Linked DNA regions of Triticum aestivum: region 2 is linked to region 1. Evidence: chromatin contacts called from public Hi-C data. All regions are on one chromosome and are shown on one strand. Each heading gives the region's core, a stretch centred on a gene start, on an enhancer-like site or on the middle of the called end of the contact. The rest is flanking DNA. Distances are from core to core; before and after follow the strand shown. Region 1 has its middle 180 kb from the start of LOC123144799. Region 2 has its middle 180 kb from the start of LOC123141525.

Evidence for each region. Hi-C and Micro-C count contacts between places; a contact is called where the count stands out from the background.
Region 2: a Hi-C map of leaf shows a contact between it and region 1, with 2.4 times the contacts expected there. The contact joins two enhancer-like sites. A contact is called at or near these places in 2 of 5 Hi-C or Micro-C datasets (leaf and an unstated tissue).

Annotation. Positions count from the first base shown.
Region 1 is chr6D:309,087,156-309,093,549 of IWGSC CS RefSeq v2.1, forward strand. No RefSeq gene overlaps it. Among protein-coding and RNA genes, the nearest start is that of LOC123144799, 180 kb to the left of the region's middle. Within about 2 kb of position 3,441, at least 3 of the 8 cell types and tissues checked have an H3K27ac peak or open chromatin away from gene starts, as enhancers often do.
Region 2 is chr6D:309,590,673-309,597,872 of IWGSC CS RefSeq v2.1, forward strand. No RefSeq gene overlaps it. Among protein-coding and RNA genes, the nearest start is that of LOC123141525, 180 kb to the right of the region's middle. Within about 2 kb of position 1,544, at least 3 of the 8 cell types and tissues checked have an H3K27ac peak or open chromatin away from gene starts, as enhancers often do.

The DNA of each region.
Region 1 (6,394 bases), core at 2,191-4,690:
TTTGATACAGGGCAACTTTTACCCCCCATCATGGTATCTGTTGTTAAGGCCTCATGTTTTGTTACTCCACTCGAGCCTGGGTCTTTTTTGGGTCCATTTGTTTTGCCTTCCTGTACCAACGAGGGGGTTGCTCTGGGAGGAATTCGGGGAGGTCCTATTTGGCGTTGCAGGCGCTGCGCAAGGCAACCGGCGCTCACAGAGCGTCTGGGTGGGCATAGCGCTAATGAACAAGTTGTCTAACCACCAGACCAACTAACAGTTGTTGATTGTGTACAACTCGATATGTCTTAAGAACGAAAATAGCTGGCGCGCTCTTTATTGTGCATTAACAGTACCGTTTAGATTTTTAAAATATTTAAATACATGTTCACATGTTTCAAATAAAGTTCACGAACATGCCAAAAAAGTTCACGTATTCACAAAAAGTTCATCAAATGGAAAAAGTTCACGAATTCAAAGAAGTTAATTTTTTAAATAAAAAAGTTCAATGTATTTTTTTAAAAAATAGCAAATTCAAACAGTGTATGATTTGAGAAAAAGAAAAAAATGAAAATGTTCATGAATTTGAAAAAAGTTCATACATTTTGAAAAATAGTTCATCCAATTTGAAAAAAAGTTCATCAATTTTCGAAAAAGTTCATCGAATTTGAAAAAAGTTAATTGAATTCGAAAAAAGTTCATCAAATTCAAAAAAGTTCATCCAATTCAAAAAAAGTTCACACAATTCGAGAAAGTTCATCGAATACCAAAAAAGTTCGTCGGTATTGAAAAAAAGTTCATTCAAATGAGCAAAAGAAAAAAAGAAATGGAAATAAAAAACCGAGAAAAATCATTCTGAATAAAAAAATAAAAAAAATACATAAGAAGCAAGAAAGTGTAGAAGAGTGGAAGAGGTGAGGTAGGTGGGGTGGCTAGCGCATTAGTCAACGATGAGGAGATTGTAGGTTCAAATTCCGCCCGACTCGTTGCTTTTTTCTTTTGTACAGAAAGAAGAAAAAAATGGCAAGATGGACCTAGCCAAATTAGATGCGCCTGCAGGCGCCGGTTGGCGAACCGGCGCATAAGCGCCAAATAGGATTTGCCCGGAATTTGAACCTACAATCTCCTCATCGTTGACTATTGCGCTAGCCACCCCACCTACCTCACCTCTAACACTCTTCTACACTTTCTTGCTTCTTATGTCTTTTTTTTTGTTTTTTTACCGGAAAACAGTAGGAGAGGCTCCTACTGAAAATTAAATTAATGAATAATAAGTTACATATTTACAAAGGGGCATCACCACTTTGGGTGATGGGGGCACACAAAACAGCAAAGGTTTGTAGGTAGGAGGTAGAGTATAGTGGTAGATGACCTAGTCAAAGAAGAACTAATGCACCACGCTAGGAGTGAAAGACCTCTCAGCTAAAAACGCAGGAATGAAATCTCTGGCGCCCCCTGAGGTCCTGTAGAGGTTATTGAAGTCGGAGGTAAATCTGTTCTTCCAAGCCAGCACAGTGGGGGTGATTTTTCTGAAGGGGTGATTTTTTTATTCAGAATGGTTTTGCTTGGTTTTTCATTTCCTTTTTTTCTTTTGCTCATTTGAATGAACTTTTTTTCAATACCAACGAACTTTTTTTGGAATTCGATGAACTTTCTAGAATTGTGTGAATTTCTTTTGAATTGGATGAACTCTTTTGAATTCGATGAACTTTTTTCGAATTCAATGAACTTTTTTCAAATTCGATGAACTTTTTCTAGATTTGATGAACTTTTTAAAAAATTGATGAACTTTTTTCAAATTGGATGAACTATTTTTAAGAATGTATGAACTTTTCTCAAATTCAAGAACATTTTCAATTTTTTTCTCAAATTCATACACTGTTTGAATTTGCTTTTTTTCAAAATAAATTGAACTTTTTATTTAAAAAAAGTTAACTTCTTTGAATTCATGAACTTTTTCCGTTTGGTGAACTTTTTTTTGCAGTTCGTGAACTTTATTTGAAACATGTGAACATGTATTTAAATATTTTAAAAATCTAACGGTACTGTTAATGCACAATAAAGAGCGTGCCAGCTATTTTCGTTCTTAACACATATCGAGTTGTACACAGCCAAGAACTGTTAGTTGGTGTGGTGGTTAGACAACTTGTTCATTAGCGCTACGTTCGTGTTCGATTCCTGGTGACAGCCATTTTTGCAGGTATTTTCTCGCGCTGCTCTTGTTTTTGGGCCGGCCCACCCAGACGCTCTGTGAGCGCCGGTTGCCTTCCGCAGCGCCTGCAGCGCCCAGGATCTCCCCGTATTCCGCCCGACTAGATGCTTTTTTCTTTTGTACAGAAAAAAAGAAAAAATGGCAAGATGGGCCTAGCCCAATTAGATGCGCCTGCAGGCGACGGTTGGCGAACCGGCGCATAAGCGCCAAATAGGATTTGCCGGAATTCCTAACCAAAAGGTTTGCTGGTTCCTCCCCTCATTGACGAACGGATCATTTGCACCGGCGTTCCCCTGTTGGGAACGTCAGCCAAATACTGGGGTCTTTTACGAAATTGCTGTGAATAAGATTGTTTTGACACACGAGTTTTGTACGATCGATGGTGCTACCTGCAATACATATGCGATGAACGGCTGTAGTTTTGTGTCGTACGAATATCGTATGTCGAGCCCTGCTATGTGTACGACACTCACTGTCTGAATTTTGCATGACACATCAGATCAATCCATTAATGCATGCAACGGAGGTTCAGCAGACCATTGGATTGAGCATCGTACACGTCTCTTTTTTTTTTTCACGAATACACGTGAATGTGTGTATCATTCATTAAAGAAGAGGCGGGAAGACTCTCAAGTCCACAGTTACAACAATGTTTACATGCCGAGTTTACCCGACACCACCATGAAAGCCTATCCGCTACTCCTCACGATCTATCCTACCAACATCCACCTGAAAACCCGACACATTGCTTTTCATGAGGCCAGCTTTAGCCCACAAGGTCCCCTCCTCTCTCAACTTAAGAGTAATCGCAGGCAGAGATGGCGTTGCACCATTAAACACGATGTCATTGTGGTGTTTCCACAACATCCACATTCCAAGGAGGCATTTTGCCCGAGTCGATTTGTGGTCTACTGAGCATTGGTCTTGTCTGAAGCACCAATCGGCAAGGCCTTCAGCCAAAGGAGGTTCAAATTCCTGTCTACATGTGGTTTGTCCCATCCAATGCCAAACTTGCTTAGCAAAAGCAAAGACACAGCCCACTAGCAGATGCTCTATGGTTTCTTCATGTTGGCTGCATAGAGGACATGTGTCTTGATGCGGCAGTCCGCGGCGTACACGTCTCGGCCAGAGAAGAATCGTAAGCACAGTAGTTTCGCTCGATTTGTGACACAACGAGCACCGTCGGTGTGGCTCCACCCCTTGGCAAATATGATGAGACCTGCATGCGTCATGCTTGATCCAGATCCATCCATGGGCCACATCCACATGTAGTACAGTACCGTCCCGATTGACGTACGTACCCCCCTGACGGGCGGCCTGACCGCCAGCCAAAACTGACTGCCAACATCCGTACAATCTGGCGCGCATCGTCGATCAACCGACCCATCAGTCTCAGGCTTAATACCATAAATGAATGTTGAAAAGCGAAAACGGTCCAGGCTTAATCTGTGCGCCACATGACAGCTCAAGTGGGCAGGCATTTGATATCCTGCAATGCATCATCATGCATGCCCTTGATCGACTAGCTAACTAAGCTAGCGTGAAGTGGTGCCCACCCTAGTGACCGACCAATCACGGACAAGATTAAAGGAAGAGTCTACAGCGAAGTCCAAACATAAAAAAGATGTATATACGTGCTCAACACTTGTCGGGTACCCAGCGTGCATACAATACAAGTATATGTACTAGCAGTTGCGTTGCTTAGTTTTTAGGCGGTTCATCGTCCTGGCTTCGGCGATGGCGATGACGGCGCTCAATAAATAAAGTTTCTTGAGATCTCCGACAAGGCAATCGGTCCTATGATTGGGGATGGATTTGAAATGCAGCATGTTCAAGCAAAGATGGTGCGGCGGCGGCAACATCCTCGTGGACATGTGTCCTCGAGTTCCATCGTTGCGACGGCGTTTGCTCTAGCGCCGGCGCAGAGCTTGGGAGATAGTCCAAGAGCAGATGCAGATTGTGGTCTGCATCGGCGGCATCTGTAAGATGGTGGATCGTGTACTGGATTCGTAGACGTGGATGGCAGGTATGATTTCCTCCTCCGGCGTCTTAGTCATGTGGGGTTGCAAGATCTGGAGTTCGATGGCATGTCTGGGGTGTTGTTCCGGTCTGATTCGTTCAACGGTAATGGTTTCACCTATGGCGAGCCACCTTGGAGATTCGCAAAACTGCATATCAGCGATGGAGCCGCATCAAGCTCGGGTGTGGAGGTGATCCGTCATTTTGTTTCTTTGATGGATAATGTGGTAGTGTCAAAGGCAGGTGACGGTGTTGGTGCCAAGCTCATAAGTTTCTTCAATCTTCTTCGTAGTTTTACTTCTTGGCCGATGTTTCTTTATGCAAAGGCTAGCTTTCTGCTATTTGTTTAGTTTAACCATGTCAGTATGTATGTGATTGGTACAATGTTTCTTATGATATAAATGAGACGTATTACCATAAAAAATTCCAATAACGTGACAGGTTGGTTAGCTTTGATGTGCGACATGTGATCATTTTTCTTTCGCGAAGTGACATGTGATCAGTTATTGCACGTGGAATCATGATTATATTTCTTTAAAATAGATTTAAGAAAGTCTACAATAAAGTGAATTGCCTTTTCTTTTTTGATGTACAATAAAGTCTACAATGAAGTGTATTGCCCTTTCTTATAGAATAGACTATGTGAATTGCCTTTTCTTAGAATAAACTTTTCCCTCGCCTCGTGGGCCGCACGCGCGTGCGGCTCCGGAGGCTCCCCAAACCCTAGGCCCAGCCCCTCCTCAGATCCACTCCCCAGGCCGCTGCCGCCGCCGCCGGCGGTCGTGCCCGGTCGACGAAGGCGGCGGGTGCTGGCTGAGCCCCTCGACGGCACCCCTTCGCGCGGAGCGGGACGTCCCCGGGCAGCCATAGTGGTGGGGTGGCCGGCGGCGCGATTCGTGGCGACGGTCACCAGAGCACGGCAGAAAGCGCGGCACGGCAGGACGGTGGAGCCGGCGAGGTGCGCTGCAGGATGGTGGTCGAGGAAGTTGCGCCAGCACTGCTTGCGGCGGCGGCGCGTGCTCAGCCATGGAGGCGGCGGCGCCATGGAGGCCCTGCTAGGAAGGGCGCTGGCGGGCAGCGGGCGGCCTACTGCCTCCGTGTGAGGGGTGCTCGGTGCTGCCTCGGGAGAGCTGGCGCGGGGGTGTGCTCGGAGGTGCGGGTCAGATCGGATCTAGTGGCAGTCCCTGGTGTGGGTGGAGGCCGATGCGGCTGATCTGGCCCTTGCACGGCATGGCTAGTTGCGGTTGCTCTTCGTCCGTGTTGTTGATGTTGGTCTTGGTTGCGCTCTCTCGGCAGTGCGGGTGGGGGAGATCCATTGCTGCGCGACTTCGACGACAGATTGCTGCGGCGGCAGCGGTGTGAGACATCTTGGATAGTGCTGCCCGAAACCTTGGGAGGAGTGGAGATGTGCGCCATTATGGATGAAAATCATGTTCGGTTTTGGCCGGACCGGCGGCGATGGCACCTGTGGGTGTCATTCCCCTCCCTAGAGGTGTCGTCGCATGTGTCACCATTTCCCTCCCTTGCTTGGTGTTGGCGGTTGTCTCCGGGTGAAAACCTTGATTCGGTGATGGATCGGTACGATGGCGGCGTCTTCGGCGTCGTTCCTCTGTTGGGAGCATCGTGCCGGGAGACATGGATTTCCTATGGTGTGCTCCTCCGGTGTTCACAGCTGCCCTAATCATTCTTCTCTAGCGCTATGTACGGTCATCGCTGGTGAATCCTAGACGGTGCCTTCCTCGGGTTGGATCGAGTCCTGCCATCCTCTTGCCACCTCCTTTAGGCATCAAGGGGGGATGGTGCGTCGACAAGAGAAGCTTTTACGAGTAGTTGTTCTTCGGAGGTGACCGACATCGATCAAGACACGGCGAGGTTTTCGATTTTGGGTTGGCTCTTTTGTGTTGTTGTTGTGTTGTCGTGGGTGGCTGTCCTTTGGACTAGCGTGGTGTGAAGTTGTGCTACACTTGTTGTTCGCAGCGAGTGGTAGTCGTCTTTTACTTACAATTCACTTCTTCTATAAAGCTACGGTACGCAATTTGCATACTCTCGAAAACAGGTGGAGTCATGTTCTAGTGTCGCCTTCACCTTCTCCCCCGATTTCCCCCTCCCTCAGTTTCTCTATTTTGGTTTCCTTTTGGTTATTTTGGCTTTTTTGGTAATCTCAACAGACACTGCACAAAATAA
Region 2 (7,200 bases), core at 294-2,793, 500 kb after region 1:
AGCTCAGGTGGGAACTGGAAGGGATGTGAATCCAAACTAGAGTATCCTTGCCTCGTGGGTTAGGACTAATATTGAGAATGAGAGGCGTAAGGGCTATTGATCGTTGAGGAGTGACTTTGGGTTGTTGGGTTATTTTTTTCTCTGTTTTAGATTTTTGCATGACCCTAGAACTTTTAGCGACGAAATAGCACACTATTACGCGGTTAGGGCCGCAAGCAGCCATATTTGCTAGAACTTAGCGCTTGCTCTCCTAATACACTACAGCAACACTATAACATTCAAATAGCACTACCCGCAAAAAAAATAAATTCGAATAGCACTCTATTTCTTTCGTTGATACGCCATAAAGTCTATGCCTCTTTTCATATGCCCTATTTTTGAAAGAATTTTCTTTACTTGTATATATGCACACAAATGAGTGGGGTGTTTTGGTGACCGGGCTCCATAGAGTCCTTTATTTTCAAACTTTCTCGTTTGAAAAAGCGTGAAAAAATATGCAAGTATACAAGGACGAAATGTATATGTGTGTAAAAATTAAGGATAAAATACCTTGAAATGCGACCTGTAAAAAATAAATTCATGAACTTTGAGAATGAATGGTGTCATGTGTAGAAAAGCCCTAGATTTGTCTTTTTTGCACAGCCCTCATTTCAACGTATTTCGTTTTGAAATTTTACACACATGTACATTATGCCTTCATGTACATCTATATTTTATCAGAATGTTTTGATGAATTTTTAATTTTGCAAATGTAAGCTCCATAAAGCTCGTCCTCCACAAGCAATTTTCACACTATATATCTCTCTCTCTGGTGTCTCGACAGTTGTCGGAGCAGCCATGTCACGTCGAACATGTGCGTGAGGCGATGGGAAGAAGGCGCGCTGCTCAAATTGCCACTTGTTGGCGCTCCAGCGACGCTCGGGACGGGCGGGCGGGCATCTCTGCGCTTCGGTTGTGGTCATCGATCGGCCGGTGAGTCAAAGCTGGTGGTAAAAGGAAAAAAGAAAAGGGTAGCAAGATTTGGAAAAATCTTATCGCGGGCTGGCCTCGCCTCTCGTGTCGTGTCGAGGGGCCACCGGCCCCGGCGCGGCTTTAATGCCCCAGCTTATCGCTTCGAGGAGATGAACCCCACACGCCTCCCCTCGCCTTCACTCACGGCGCCCCGCATGCCCGATTTTAGAAAGAGCCGAACACGATCGAGGAGGGGAGGCACGCCTGCCATCGATCCATCCACCCAGCCTGGCCGCCGGGCGGGCGACGCCGCTGGCTAGCTCGATTCGATCTGGCGCGGCGCGGCGACAGCTAGCAGCTAGCTTGCTACCTAGCATGGCCGCGTCCGCAGCGCCGGGCGCCATCGACCCATCGCTCGATCGTGCCCTTGTATGCGCTAGATCGATGCAACCAACCACCCCTCTCGCGCGCGGCGGGATCGGAGTAGGAAAACCCTAGCCAGCCAGCCGCGGAATGTTCCGGCGCTGCACGTTCTCCGCTCGTCGCTGCCATACCGCGGGCCCAACACGTGCGTGCCCGGCTACCTCCCCCAACCCCTCGGCCTATATATCCGGCCTCCCAACACCCGTCTCTCCCCACTTCTCCCATCTCCCCCATCGATCTCGCAAAAAAAACGCCAGCGTCCGTGCCGCGTGCGGTGGCCGCGGCGGCGGTGTGCGTTGAAGGTGCGCGGCGCGGCTGCTTAGCTCGGCAAGGACCGGTACGGGCGCCGAACGGTGACAGAAGAGAGTGAGCACACGGCCGGTCGTTACGGCACCGCCCGGGTGTGCCGTCGCGGCCGCGTGCTCACTGCTCTTCCTGTCATCCACTCTCCCGCTTCCCTTCCGGCCTTCGCCGTGGCTGGCTGCCCGTGCTAGCACACCGCCGCCGCGTCCACAGCACAGGCCGGCCGTCGTTTTTGCGTCATCGTATGCCGTACAGACTACCCCGCAATTTTGTGTTCATGCCGCTCTCTGCAAGTTTCCATTTCTGGGAGGCTAGAGCGTACGGCGCCGCGCGCGTGGGTACGCTTTCGCGCACGGATTCCCTCCCTTTTCTCTCGGTACGAAGATGCTACCTTTTGCTTTGATAAATTCTCTCATCTTTTCCAAGGGATTTTACCGTTACCCGCTGCTGCTCGCTCCGGCCTTGGGAAGGGAAAAAGGCATTTACTGCGGCGCCGCTGATTGATTCAGCTATAGCTGGTTCCAAGAATCTGGATCTTGAAGCAACCGAGGTTAAAAAATATATTCCTTATGGATCTCCGTAAATTTTTGTCAGATCTACTACAGTATCGCATGTTTTGATTACGATTGCTTTCGGCTTACATTAGTCTGGAATGTTCATGGCAGATCAACCTACTGAGATTAGTCCGGGGATGGACGATCTAGAGGCAAATACGCGCATGGATCGATAGCTCAGATCTGCTTACCACTTGACTCTTTTCTTGCCAGGTAATTGCAGATTTCTTGCGCAGCGCTGCGCTGCATGCTGTCCCTATGTTCTTCAATTTTTACACGTGGCGTCGCTGTCGAAAGTAATTGCGTGGTGTAACATATTTGTCTCCTATAGCCAGCTGCTTGCTGCTGGAGTAAAGGGTAGGGACTGCTACCTAGGTCATTGTCGGGCACGTCACTGTTCCATTGGTGACGTCTCGTACTTATCTCCGGGAAGAAAAGCGGCCGCGCGTAGTTATCTCTAGGATCGATTCTTCCTCCGAACGCATGTGTGGAGCTAGATCCGCCGATCAGTTGATTTAGGCTCAGTTTACGGTTTGTTGAGCTCTACTTTGCCGTGTTTAGTTCATAATTTGTTTAGGAAATTAGCCATAAAGTAGTCAAATGCGGATCAAACAAACACTAATATAAGATTGCAAGAACTCGCAGCAATATTAAACGGAGCCTTGGGATAGATCTAGATGTGCAACTCCTGTTGTTTTGTGTCTCTCGCTCAAGGATTTAGTTTTGCTTGCTGTTTGATCATAGATACGATTAATTCAAAATGGTGACCACAGAAAAAATAGAGATCAATGGTAACGACTTTAGATTACTCTTGAAAGGTGCTGCTCTCTTACAATATACTCCCTCCCTCCGTTCCTAAATATAAGTCTTTTTAGAGATTTTAATATGGACTACATACGGAGCAAAATGAATGAATCTCACTCTAAAGTACGTCTATATACATCCGTATGTACTTCATATTGAAATCTTGTAAAAGACCTATATTTAGGAACGGAGGGAGTAGATTCAAGCGAACCCTAAAATGTTGGTCTTTTTTCAACATAAAATGCAGTTCTCTCTATAAAGCATGTTGCAAAAATAATAATAATGGTACATCAATCTATTTTTTGAGAAGTGAGAAAAACAGATAATGGTACATCAATCTATTTTTTGAGAAAAAAAAAGTACAGACATAGGCACCCACAACGTGTACGCATCCTCACCCTTATGCATGAATGCCCTCTCCTGATGAGCATCTCCAAGAGATAACTTGAGATTAACGATTTGGTCACAAGCACCTCGCAGTCGACGGGCTGGTCAATAAGAAACAATATAGTTTGCCACCTCAAAAAAGAAACTACCTTTTTCAATTTGTTGAATGCAAGTTTTCTGTTAAAATGCATCATTTAACTCCTCTATTTCTTAGTTTCTCGTTAATTTATTAAGAAAGAACCATTGTGTGCTAGGATACTTGGTATATGTTCCCAATTTGCTATAGTTCCCACCTAATATGGAAGTTTGATTGCCGTTTCTATTCACTTTGTTTTATATCTGTAGTATAATCCTTCCAAGTCGCCATGTAATTAAGTCCTTGTGCACAAGATTATTTTTTTGAAAACCTTGCGCCCAAGAATTAGCTATGTCGGTAACATCCCAATATGACACCTTTGAATTATTTGCACAACTTTTTTTATCCTCACAAATACCACAAATATTCTTACGCATTGTCTATTATGTCACATTATTCATAAACTATGGAGCCACCTCATGGTGGACGGTAGAGTTGTGCGACTTGACACTGCTGCCCATGCTGCTGCTCACATTTACACACACGCCCATTCGCGGGTTTAACCCTGGTCTGCGTTATTCTAGTGTGACTAGGAGACACGGTAAGGCGTGTGTGTTTATTGTGCCGGCCAACCCGGCCTGTGTAGTGGCGTTCTGTTTATACGTCTTTTTTCTCTAAAGAATATCTGATAAACTAGCACTCTTGCACACAGGACAACATGCAAAATTAAGGGCTTCTTTGATTTGCAAGATTATAAAAGCACGGGAATAGAAAAAACAGATGATTGAATTGACATGGTCATCTCAATCCTACAATATTTTAGGCTTTTTGATTGCATTATAGAACAGACAACTGATTCTTTCAAAGAGGTTTGAGCGGGTGCTAGAAATCCTTTGGGAAGTAAACATAAATCCATCCAAAAAAGTTTTGTAGGATTTAATCCTATGAATCAAACAACCAACATAGAAAAAAAATCCCAAGGACTCTAGTCCTTCAAAATTTCTATGGAAATTCATTGAATCAACCGAGCCTAATTGGTTCTCCATGTATAGGGACTACCAGTATAGTAGAGCTTGGGTAGTGGAGGAGTTATGGACCTCTTGGAGTGAATAATCTCATAGGTTAGTATCATATATATGACATTAATGTATGTTATAGTAGTTTGTGATACTTACTCTTAATTATATATTACCTCCGTCCGAAAAAAGCTTGTCTTACATTTATCTAGACTAGTAATAATGTACGTGCAATGCATGTTTATATTAGGTAGGATATTAGTTGTATGTTATAGTAGGTAAGATATATCTGTTGCACGTTGGTATTTGGTAAGATATCAATTACTTTTTCGCGGGAATGGTAGGATATTGATTACATAGCAGATTTCAAGGGATAGCGTTGAGTCAAAAGGTGTTTATAACCAATGGCTTTGGTGGATAATTAGAGCGTTAAACGTGTTTGATGCTCAACATTGGAGCGATTTGAACTGCTAGATAACATGATTTGACGGTCAAGATGGTTTGGATCTGCCCATTTGGGTCTTTTTATATTTGTATAGATATGGAAGTATCAAACAATAAAATGTTTCTAGACACATCCGTATCTAGACAAATCTAAGAAAAACTATTCTGGGACGGAGGGAGTAGTATTATATTGGTTGTATTTTAGGACATGCATGGCTAATAATAAACCAACCACTGGCTTTATCTCATTGCCACATCATTATAGTCAATCTAATAGTCCACCGATATCTATATCTATAACACTATAGTGTACAAATAACTTCGAATGTTAGCTCTTGGATGAAACCAGTTCAACGGTAGAGATGTGTCAAATTGAAGCGTTGTTGGCCATTAGATAACCTCTTCACTTTACCTGATTCTGCCACATGTACTATCTACAAGATTCCGTGGTTGATGAACGACTTTAAAAAAACAAGCACTTCTTTGTTTTGGAATGTTCTATACTTTAATTTTTCAATTTTTCCTTCTAAACAAGTTACAATGTACAATCTTCAAATCATAAACACTTCTCTTTGTTCTAGACCCTTCCATGCATTTACTTTTTAAAAAATTGCCATTCAATTTTAGTTTATGTTTTTTTTATGTCATGCCTATAACAGCGGTATCATAAAGTAAATTTGTCTTTGAAGATACAATACTAAACTACCCAAAACTACAATAAGAGATAGTTAAAAACAAACTTGTTGGATATATGTCACATGAGATCTGTGTTGGATATACCCTACAGTGTTTTAAATATATATTTTTTGTCGAAAAGGAGGAATAACCCTGGCCTCTGCATCTCTTGATGCACACATCCATATTATTAGAAAAGGTCCAGGTTCAAAATAATGTCTCAAACAATATGAACTCACAGAAAAAGTTGCCACAACCGGCGAAAATAGGTAAGCTAACTAGACATATCTTAATTGGTTATAAGTATCCTGTGCGATCATATCCCATTGGTTGCACCCATTATCCATAAGCTCCATGTGGTTTGTATGGCTGAGTAACAAGCATGTACGAATCCAAGAAGATGCCGAGAAGATAACCTGCAAAATAATTTGTACGGTTTGTCTGTTAAAAGCAACATCATTCTGGCACTTTCATATGGCCCAAAGTAATGTACACACTCCAGCTCGAATATGTGCCGCAGTCTTAGGCTCTACCCCGGTTAACCAAGTCCTGAATAAATTTGATAACATGGCGGGTGGAGATACATTAAAGGACACGTAAATGGTCCGCCACAATAACTTCACAAGTCGGCATTGGATAAAGTGGGCATTGGATAAAAAGATGTTGTATTGATTCATTCTTATCACAAAAGCAACATCATTGACTACCCTCCCAACTATGCTTCGCTAAGTTATTCGTTGACAAAATTTCTTCTTTATGCACAACCCACATAAATACCTTGATTTTTAACGGCACCTTGTTTTTCCAATGTGAATCGACCTCGGAATAAGCTTGGTGTTTATCCAAGAATACATAGACTTAATCAAGAATACACCTGACACGGAAGGACAACCTCTTGTGTAAGGTATCTGGCCCATCAGAAAGGTTAACCTTCATTAACCTACGCACAAGATGCAATCTTCTATACCATTGTTCCCCCACTAGTGTTCGCTTGAACTGAATGTTAAGACGAACAAAACTCAACACTGTACCAACGAATACTTCTTTTCGTTGTGCAATGTTGTATAAGGAAGGACACTTTAAGGCTAGTGGTGTTTCTCCTAGCTGGGTATCTTCCCAAAATATAGTAAAATTTCTGTTCCCAAATATGCATTTGCCTATATTGAAGAAGTAAGCCTTTGTCCTCATTAGCCCATTCCAAAAAGGAGAGTCAGTCGGTTATGCCGCGACTTGTGCCAGAGTTTTGGAATGTAAGTATTTATTACGCAACAACTACAACTATACCCCATCCCTCCCTACCTCCAATTCGTAGATCCATTTGCTAAATAAGCATTTATTTTTCACTACTAGATTTTCAATTCCCAAGCCACCTTGGTCCTCCAGTCTACAGATAATGTTCCATTTGGCAAGTCTATTTCGTTCTGTTTTCGTCAATTTGCCAGACAAAACGAGATCGATAGAAATCCAATCTTTTTCGTACCCCAATCGGTACCTCGAAGAAGGATAGGAGGAACATCGGCATGCTCGTCAGCACTGAATTTATAAGGATTAACCGCCCCCTATAAGA